2 separate regions of the Mus musculus genome follow, and region 2 is linked to region 1. Evidence: chromatin contacts called from public Hi-C data. All regions are on one chromosome and are shown on one strand. Each heading gives the region's core, a stretch centred on a gene start, on an enhancer-like site or on the middle of the called end of the contact. The rest is flanking DNA. Distances are from core to core; before and after follow the strand shown.

Region 1 (4,010 bases), core at 1,371-3,870:
CTTTGAGCTCGCAGCAAGGTAGAGCCATGTGGTGGGGAACAAAAGTCCAACAAAGCTGTCCAACATGGCAGCCAGGAAGCAAAAAGAGCCGACAGGCGATCCCAGAGTCCCCTTCAAGAGCGTCCCCCTGGAGACCTGACTTCCTTCTGCGAGGTTCGACCTTCTCAGGGCTTCACTACTTCCCCAGAGTTCCTCAGGCTGACAACTGAGCATTTAATACGTAGTGTTTGTGGGGAGCATTAAAGAGACAAAACATAATAAGTTATTCAGTATAAATGAATATTGAGCATGCTTTTATGCCCAGGAATGGCATGAACCAATGAACCGCATTCCCTATTATAAAATGCTTGGGGCCATTATCAATAATATGAGGCAGTTTTGAATAATGCCTTATGGTTTACAAATATAATCACTGGTGAGATTTCAGCGGATGTTCTGAACAACCGCAGAAGGCCATTGATTTTTCTCTTGCCATCACAGGCCATGAGGAAGTAAGACTCTAGAAAGTAACAGAATGGCAGGATCAGCTCTGGAATCCAGACTTTCTGCTTCTTAGGCCAAGGCTTTCTCCACTTGTGAGTCATGGCCACCTCCCAATAAGTGGATTGGATTGTCAGGAGGCTGAGAGTTGTCAAGGAATGCTCTAACCTTATGGTCCTTATGGTTCCTATCTCCAGGGAAAGCTATGTGGAAGGATCTGCCTTGGCTCCATTTCAAAGGCAGTCAGTCCCTCTTGGGGAGAGAGATTGGCACAGGTGCACACAGGGGGCAGATCAGCCTCCCCAGCACACATGCGGACATAGAAACCTATGGCCATGGTGGTATCAGTCACAAGGCTTGTGCCTTAGGCTGGGCCCTTTAAATTATATTACCTTATAAAATCCTGCCACGCCTAAACCAACCAAACAATTCAAAATGGGGAAGATAGAAGGCAAACGCCCCAATCACCAACATGTTCCCCGGCCTAAATGTTGGTTAAAGTGAACTCTCAGAAAGTCAAAGTCCAGAATTTGCCCACTAGCCATGGTGCTTCAGAGACAGCTCTCAGAAACTGATGCCAGCCTTAGCCAGCACCCCATAGAGTTGAACCTCAGGGTGTCTCACTGGAACTTCTAACTACACTGACCTGACAGGTTCATTTCATTCAGCTCTCAGTGATGTACCTTATACATACATGTTTGGAGCCCACGTACCATGGCAGTGCCAGGCATTCTGGATTAGTAGTCCCATCCTATTCAAGAAAAAAAAAAAAGAATGAAATTTGAAAAAGTGAATAATTTAAGATAAAATGATTCATATTCTCTCTCTCTCTCTCTCTCTCTCTCTCTCTCTCTCTCTCTCTCTCTCCAGAGAGGCTGGAGTTCTCTAGGGGGTATGAAGTACTATCAATTGTTTCATAAAGTGGGAGATCGGAATAGTTGAATTATGATTTGTTTGATTATTGGCTTTGGAGGAGAACGAGGAGATGGCTTTCATTTCACACTTCTGGGACCATGATGGGCTTGTCTCCACAGCCTGCACCCAGGACTCCTGCGTGAAGGTGGCTGGCCTGCTCACTGCCTCTCCTCTCTGGCTCCAGTGCTGGTATGATGCCAAGCTCCCCGCCAGTTTGACTTTCCTTGCCCCTGTCTTTCCTCAGAGATGATCTTGTCTAGGAATCAGGATGAGTTTAAAGATTTGCTTTCAACCATCTCTCAGCCCCCCCCCCCCCCCCGCCTTTGCCTCTAATGGCTTCATGAAATTCTTCTTAGTCTTAAACCTTAAGATCTTAATGTTAAACCTATGGGAATCCTAAGGTTTTATAAACAGACAATTTGAGCCAACAAGTGTTACATATGGAGGAAATACAGGAGGCCTTGCTTGTGTGAGAGGGACTTGTGTAAGAAGTTAAAGAGGCAGGGGTTGCATATCTAACTCCTTGTAGGAGACACTACTGGTCTGTGTTATGCTGGGTGCTCTGAGTGTAGGGACAGACTTTAGGGTCTAGGGAGTGTGAAAGGCTTACTGATAGAGGCCTGTGTGGTACCACAGTTGGAGGATACAGAGGATCCAAGGCAAGGAAGGTGTCTGAGCACGGACACTGGCTGGAGGAAGGGATGCACTGTAAGTCCTGGGCTTGTGGGTCTATGACTTAGCCTGCACCTAAACCCCTGAAATGACTTTGCTTGCTAAGAGCAAGGGAGAATGTGGAAAATGACATCAACCAGGGAGTTCTGAGTGCTTAGATTGTTCCTGTAGCCTGGAGCAGAACATGGGCACTGGGAACGTCTGCCTGCTGTTTGCACCCGTGACTTATGGCTGTTATGTACAAAGCACAGCTCAGCCATGAACACAAGGAATCACCATCCTGTATCTTGGCAAGACTTCAGGCATGCAGTACATAGTTTGCTCTGTAAAAAAGATGAAGCACTGTGATGTTGGATTTTAGCTCAAACGACTGCAACCTTTTAAAGTTGGGCACATTGGTTGTGTGTTGTCTTAGTTCTGTGGAAAGTCTCCTTCCCTCGTATTGTTAGATGTGCTGAGTGCCAGACAAATGGTTCTCTGTAGGCGAGAGTGTGCACAGCTCTTGGAGGCATTTATAAACTTGGCGCGAGTACTTCAGCTCCTGCATTAGCTTGTCAGCCTGGGCATCCGGCCAGGACCGTGCCTGGCTCTGAGTCACGCTGGAGCTCTGTGCGATGATGGGGTTGGAGAAGGCGCAGGATGCCTGCTCTTCTCTTCTGTGCTTCTTGGGAGATGGGCTTCTCTGGCCTTGGCAAGGTTGAGGCCCTGCATGAAGCCCCGGGGCTCTGTCCTTGGGCATCAGCCCTATCTGTGGGAAGTTCTTAGGGGATGCATAGAGTTTTGCTCCAACATTGGCAGCTGCGGGCCTTACCTCAACCGTGTCTTAGGCCATGCTAAGGTGGCAGGGTTGGAGCTCTGAAGAGGGAGACAAGGACAGAAGGCACTTATAGAGATGGCACATGTGGGATGAAGGCACTGGACTGAGCCGATGGAATTCTCTGGGCTCCTCCTTGTGACCTGGATGAAAAACAAAACCCAGCAGTCACCACAAGGCTTGCTTTGGAGGTGGGCCTGAGGCTAACTTCCGAAACTACCTTTAAACTCTGGACTTTTTTAAAGGGGGATTTATTTACTTGCTTATTTATAATGTGTATATACCTGCAGAGTTTGTGTGCACCACACTCATGCAGACCACAGAAGCCAGAAAAGTATATTGCATCCCCTGTTATATGTGGTTATAAGCCATATAGGTGCTGGGAACTGAACCTGAGCTTCTACAAGAGCAGCCAATGCTTAATGGCTAAGCCATCTCTCAATTTCTCCCTACCAGTTCTTAACTTTTGGTGACGAACTTTTTTTTTTTTTTTTTAATATTCTAATCTGAGCACCTAGAGAAATTCTTCTGCTGGTATAAAAGCACGGGATGAACTAGTTTGAACCAGTGTGTCTGTGTATAACCAAGCTTATTTTCATCCTTAGGGTTTTCAAACATAGCAATGTGCAAGGGTGCATGTGTGTGATAGGGACGGGTACACTTTTGGATGCATTGGAAGTGAAGGAACACTTGTTCCTCTTTGGGGAAGGTCATAGCAGAGGAGGAGGAGGAAATTGAAAACACAATGGGCAGAACTCCGAACAACAGTAAGATCAAAATGAAGCCCTTCACCTCAAGGACCGCCTTAGTCTTGCACTCCATGCTGACCTAATGACTGCTCGGTTCCTACATAGTGCAGAGGTGAATACTCTGCCATTGGAGACTCATCCTCAGTCCTGTGTTCAATTCTTAAAGCGGAGCGCAAAGGGAGTCTTGGAGTGGGGGTAGTCGGGGCTTCAGCGGTCTGGCTAAGGGTTGCTCAGTCAGTAGGGGGTAGAGAGCCCTGGGATGCCGCATAGCCCTCCAGGAATCCAAGGCAGTCCCTGTCCTGGCATTCAGGCCATTGTAAATAATCCTTATAAGCCCATTATCTTAGCAGAGCGCTGGGAAAGAGACACAGAAGGGCAAG
Region 2 (4,163 bases), core at 1,434-3,933, 620 kb after region 1:
GCACCAAATAGGCCAGTAGTGCCGGGCTTGGGCCGGCTTTTCCGGAAGACTGTTTATGCTTTGAATCTCATCTATGGGACTATTTCACCTATAGCTGCAAGTCCAAAGGACCCCCTTTAATATAATCAAATATATTGGTCTGTTGCTCTGGGGAATCCTCACATGAATACATGGCAGTTGTAGCTCTGTTAGATAATCATTGTTCCTTTCTTAAAGAGACAGGGAGAGGGTTTGGATAAAATAATAATACTGTAAAAACGTAATGACGCCTAGTTCTTCTGGTTCTTAGCAAATACTTAAACAGTCATTGCTACCATTTGTGTTCCATATTATAAACGTTTCTAAGATGCACATTTTTATTTACATGAACAAATTCACACTTTCTTTTTACTTTTTTTCTTTCCTAAATATCCACTCTCTTGTCTTTCTCTTCTCTGTCTCTCTGTCTGTCTGTCTCTCTCTCTCTCTCTCTTTCTAAGTTTCGTGTAGCTTAGGCTGGCCTCTAACTCCATAAGCAGCCAAGAATAATTGTGAATTCCTGATCATCCTGCCTCTTCCTCCTGAGTGATCCCTGAATGAGGCGGGTGACCCCTCGGGGCTTCCTTTGCTGGGAGCACTCTACCAACTGAGCATCTGCAATCCTATGTGGGGTATTTCTCTAATCAGATTTATTTTCTTTAGCTGAAACATGAAACATGAAATTCCCAAACCAACGGATATCTGTAACCTTATAGCTCTTTGTGTACTACCCACCCTGTCAAGTTACTTTTCCAAATAATTACGATACATAGCAGGACGGGAAACAGGAGAACCATCACTAGCCCTGGGAGTTGCTATTGGCTTTTTGCAAGAATTGGGTTTTTAGGGACGAACCTTCTACATACCCATCAAGAGGAGTGGGTTGGGTTTTTGCTGAATTCAGGGCAGAGCCAAGTGAGAGAGGAGGAACAAGCCCCAGTCAGGAAAGGGCCTCTGGGGTCAAGTATGAGGATAGAGATAAGGAAGTCAGCAGGTTCTCTGTTGGTGCGGGAAGGGGCAGGGCTGCCAGTTCACAGTGGCCCACCAGGAACGCTGCAGGTAAGCCAGCAAGCAAATGATAAGAGATTGCTGAGATCTAATGGTGATAGGAAGGGTGGGAAGAGGGAGGGTACCCATACCACACACACACATACACACACACACACACACACACACACACACACACAAGAATAATTAGAAGAACCTGATAGGGAAGCCAAGGACCTTGACACTTGGGAAGGAAGCCTAGCTGCTGGCACCCAACGCACTGTTATGTAAGCCACTCTGTCGGGTGCTCAGTGCAGACATGACATAGTATTTCAAGTGTCTCGTGTTATCCCTTTATGCCCTTATCCTGATCTTTCAGTTCTTTCTCCTGCATTCTATGCAGTGAAATGACCCCCCCCCCCCGACTCCACAGATACACAGGTAAGCTGCTCCCCAGGGAGGAAGGAGCTATCCCTTCTGCCTAGAAGATTCTTCCCCCAGAAACCCACTTGGTGCCCTCCTTCATTTCCTTTAGACCTTTACATCATCACCAAAGACTGTCTGGGGCTTAGACCCTGGCCTACCCTGACTCTTGATGCCAGAGCCCTCTTTCCCAGCTCTGAGCCCCAATACCTTCTCTGTACTTTCATTTACTAGGACTCACAGTTTTCACTTCTCTCCATTTAGAAGTGAGAACTTGTGAAAAGAAGGAGAAACAGGAAGAGGAAGAGGAGGAGGAAGTGAGGAAGGAGGAAGAAAGGAAGGAGGGAGGGGAGGAGGGAAGGAGGGGGGAGGGAGGGGAGGAGGGAAGGAGGGAGGAGGGAGGGGAGGAGGGAGGGGAGGAGGGAGGGGAGGAGGGAGGGGAGGAGGGAGGGGAGGAGGGAGGGGAGGAGGGAGACTACCTTCCTGCTGGAGGGATTTTTGTCCCTTTCCTTCACTGACTTATCAAGCATACTGAAGTCTGACATAGTCATACATGTCTGACAAGTAAAGGTACTCAGTCCTTGATGAACAAATGAAGAGCATTGGGTGCTGATGCTTGGTACATGTATTACTGTTTCAGGGCTTACCCCTGGATTAGCCATGCTAAAGATGGCATCAAGGTCCACAGACAGCTCTCAACAGCCCTCTATATAAGAACATTCTCCTGAATGTCTATCAACGGGAAACTGAGACACACAGGGCCAAAAGACCTGGCCTGGACTGCGGCTGCTGCATGGAATGCTGAGTGCCTGTCGCCACATCTCAGGCAGCCTCACTTTGTCCCCATGCTGGGCAATGGCAGGGACGGTGACTAGAATGTCCCTTGTCTAGTGTCCTAGGATGACGATGGTAGGCCGGGACAGCTGTTGCTCCCCAGCATTGGTGTAACCCTGCACCACAGCTGGCCACCGCCCAGCAGATAAGAATTCAGCTTCCAGCCTTGGCTCCCTGGTAATCAGCAGAGTCCAGATCGCCCTGGATCTGCCCCTCACACGCGTGCCTGGGAGGACAAGAGAAAAGGAAGCCGAGAGGGCACAGCAAATGAGGTCAGGGAGAGGCAGGCAATGGAAATTCTAGACTCACCGGGAGCCAAGGGGGGGGGGGGGCTGGGAGGCTGGAGTTGCTGGCTATGCTCAGCGGGCACCCAGTGGGCAGAAATCCCATTGCCTGGTTCTCCTGGGGCGGGGGTTGAAGGGCAGGCTGTATCTCTGTAGTTGTATTGTGATGGCGAAGGAGGAAACGAGAGCAGCTGATCCAGCCGGGGCCGGGAGTGCCCACGTGTGCACAGACCCGCCTTTGTGTTCTGGGCCCGGACAACGGCTGCATTCTTCCCCCACCTCAGTGACGTCCTTGGTGGACATGTCCCCAGTGCACATGGTCAAGAGATTAAGCGGCTATGGATCAGATGATACGGCAGTCCCTCTAGTACCCACTCTGCTTGGGCTGTGGCGACCCTTGTCACCGAGCACAGAGTGGGTAGGTAGCTGGCCCCAGCCCTGCCAGTAAGGCTCACAGGGGTCTCTGATAGCTACAGTCTCTGCCTCTCAGAGGTCAGAATTTCAGAACTCAGGTGCTTGAGGGGCCCTGAGAGCCAGTCCACACCTCAGTGAAGTGACAAAATCAGAGACAGGGACCATCAAAAGCATATCCTGCCCAACCTCAGTGAACTTTCTGCTAGTTAGCCTTACTGAGGTGACAGGATCTGAAGGGGGGTGGGGATGGTGCCAGTTGGATTTCTGGGGGACAGAGCTTCTAGGCACAGGGATACTCTGACACTGTCCCAAGCTGCCAGTGTGTGTGTAGAACAGGAGAAGAGCTAAGGTAAGACCACCGTTCCCATGATTCCCAGCCTCCCACCAGGGGCCTTAGACCACATCCCAGAGGAGCCAGAGGGAGACAGGCGGCTGGCTCCATGGAAGAAAGACTTGTCACTAGTCTGTCTCCTAACCCCAACCGATAGTTTCCGAAGCAAATGGTTTTATGTACCAAAGCCAAAGGCAACAGATGAAGCACCCAGGGTGTTGTTGCCTGCTACCCTGCTTAGTCACACCGCAGGACCACTGATGGCTCAGCTACTTTGGGAAGGGCATCTTTCTCTAAATGTAACAAAAACATCCTTTGACTAGCACAATGGCCACTTCCCCTGGCCTCCTAGGCTCATCCGCTGCTCGCGGCTGGAAAACTTGCTTCTCCTTCCAAGGAAGACAACTTCACACTGTAAGATCTTGAGAGAGAGATTATCCTCTCTAACCCTTCATGTTCTCACCATAAGATGGGGCAGCAGGTAACAAACTTGTAGCCAAGCCTGAGGCTTGAGCTGATCTCAGGATAAGATGGGGTTTATAGTCCCCGCCCTCATTCCCTCACTGAAGTTGTCAACCTGTGGGTTGCTACCCCTTTGCGGGGGGGGGGGGGGGGTTGTATATCAGATATTCTGCACATCAGACATTTACATTACGATTCATAACAATAGAAAAATCACGGTTATGTAGTAGCAATGAAAATAATGTTATGGTTGGGAGTCACCACAACATGAGGATCTGTATCAAAGGGTCACCGTGTTAGGAAAGTTGAGAACGGTTCCCTCACAGGCTACTGTGAAGTTCGAATAAAATAATCAGTGAAACATGAGGATGACAATGACAATGATAAAGACAGCTGCCCCTGCTGTTACG

Evidence for each region. Hi-C and Micro-C count contacts between places; a contact is called where the count stands out from the background.
Region 2: a Hi-C map of the G1E-ER4 cell line shows a contact between it and region 1, with 2.9 times the contacts expected there. The contact joins two enhancer-like sites. A contact is called at or near these places in 2 of 484 Hi-C or Micro-C datasets (the G1E-ER4 cell line and erythroblasts).

The regions. Positions count from the first base shown.
Region 1 is chr3:102,168,006-102,172,015 of GRCm38.p6, reverse strand. All of the region lies in intron 4 of Vangl1 (VANGL planar cell polarity 1), which reads left to right. Among named protein-coding and RNA genes, the nearest start is that of Gm16160, 34 kb to the left of the region's middle. Within about 2 kb of position 2,620, at least 168 of the 459 cell types and tissues checked have an H3K27ac peak or open chromatin away from gene starts, as enhancers often do. A contact at or near this core is called in the G1E-ER4 cell line, where this site is marked.
Region 2 is chr3:101,550,266-101,554,428 of GRCm38.p6, reverse strand. No RefSeq gene overlaps it. Among named protein-coding and RNA genes, the nearest start is that of Gm33162, 15 kb to the right of the region's middle. Within about 2 kb of position 2,683, at least 87 of the 459 cell types and tissues checked have an H3K27ac peak or open chromatin away from gene starts, as enhancers often do. A contact at or near this core is called in the G1E-ER4 cell line, where this site is marked.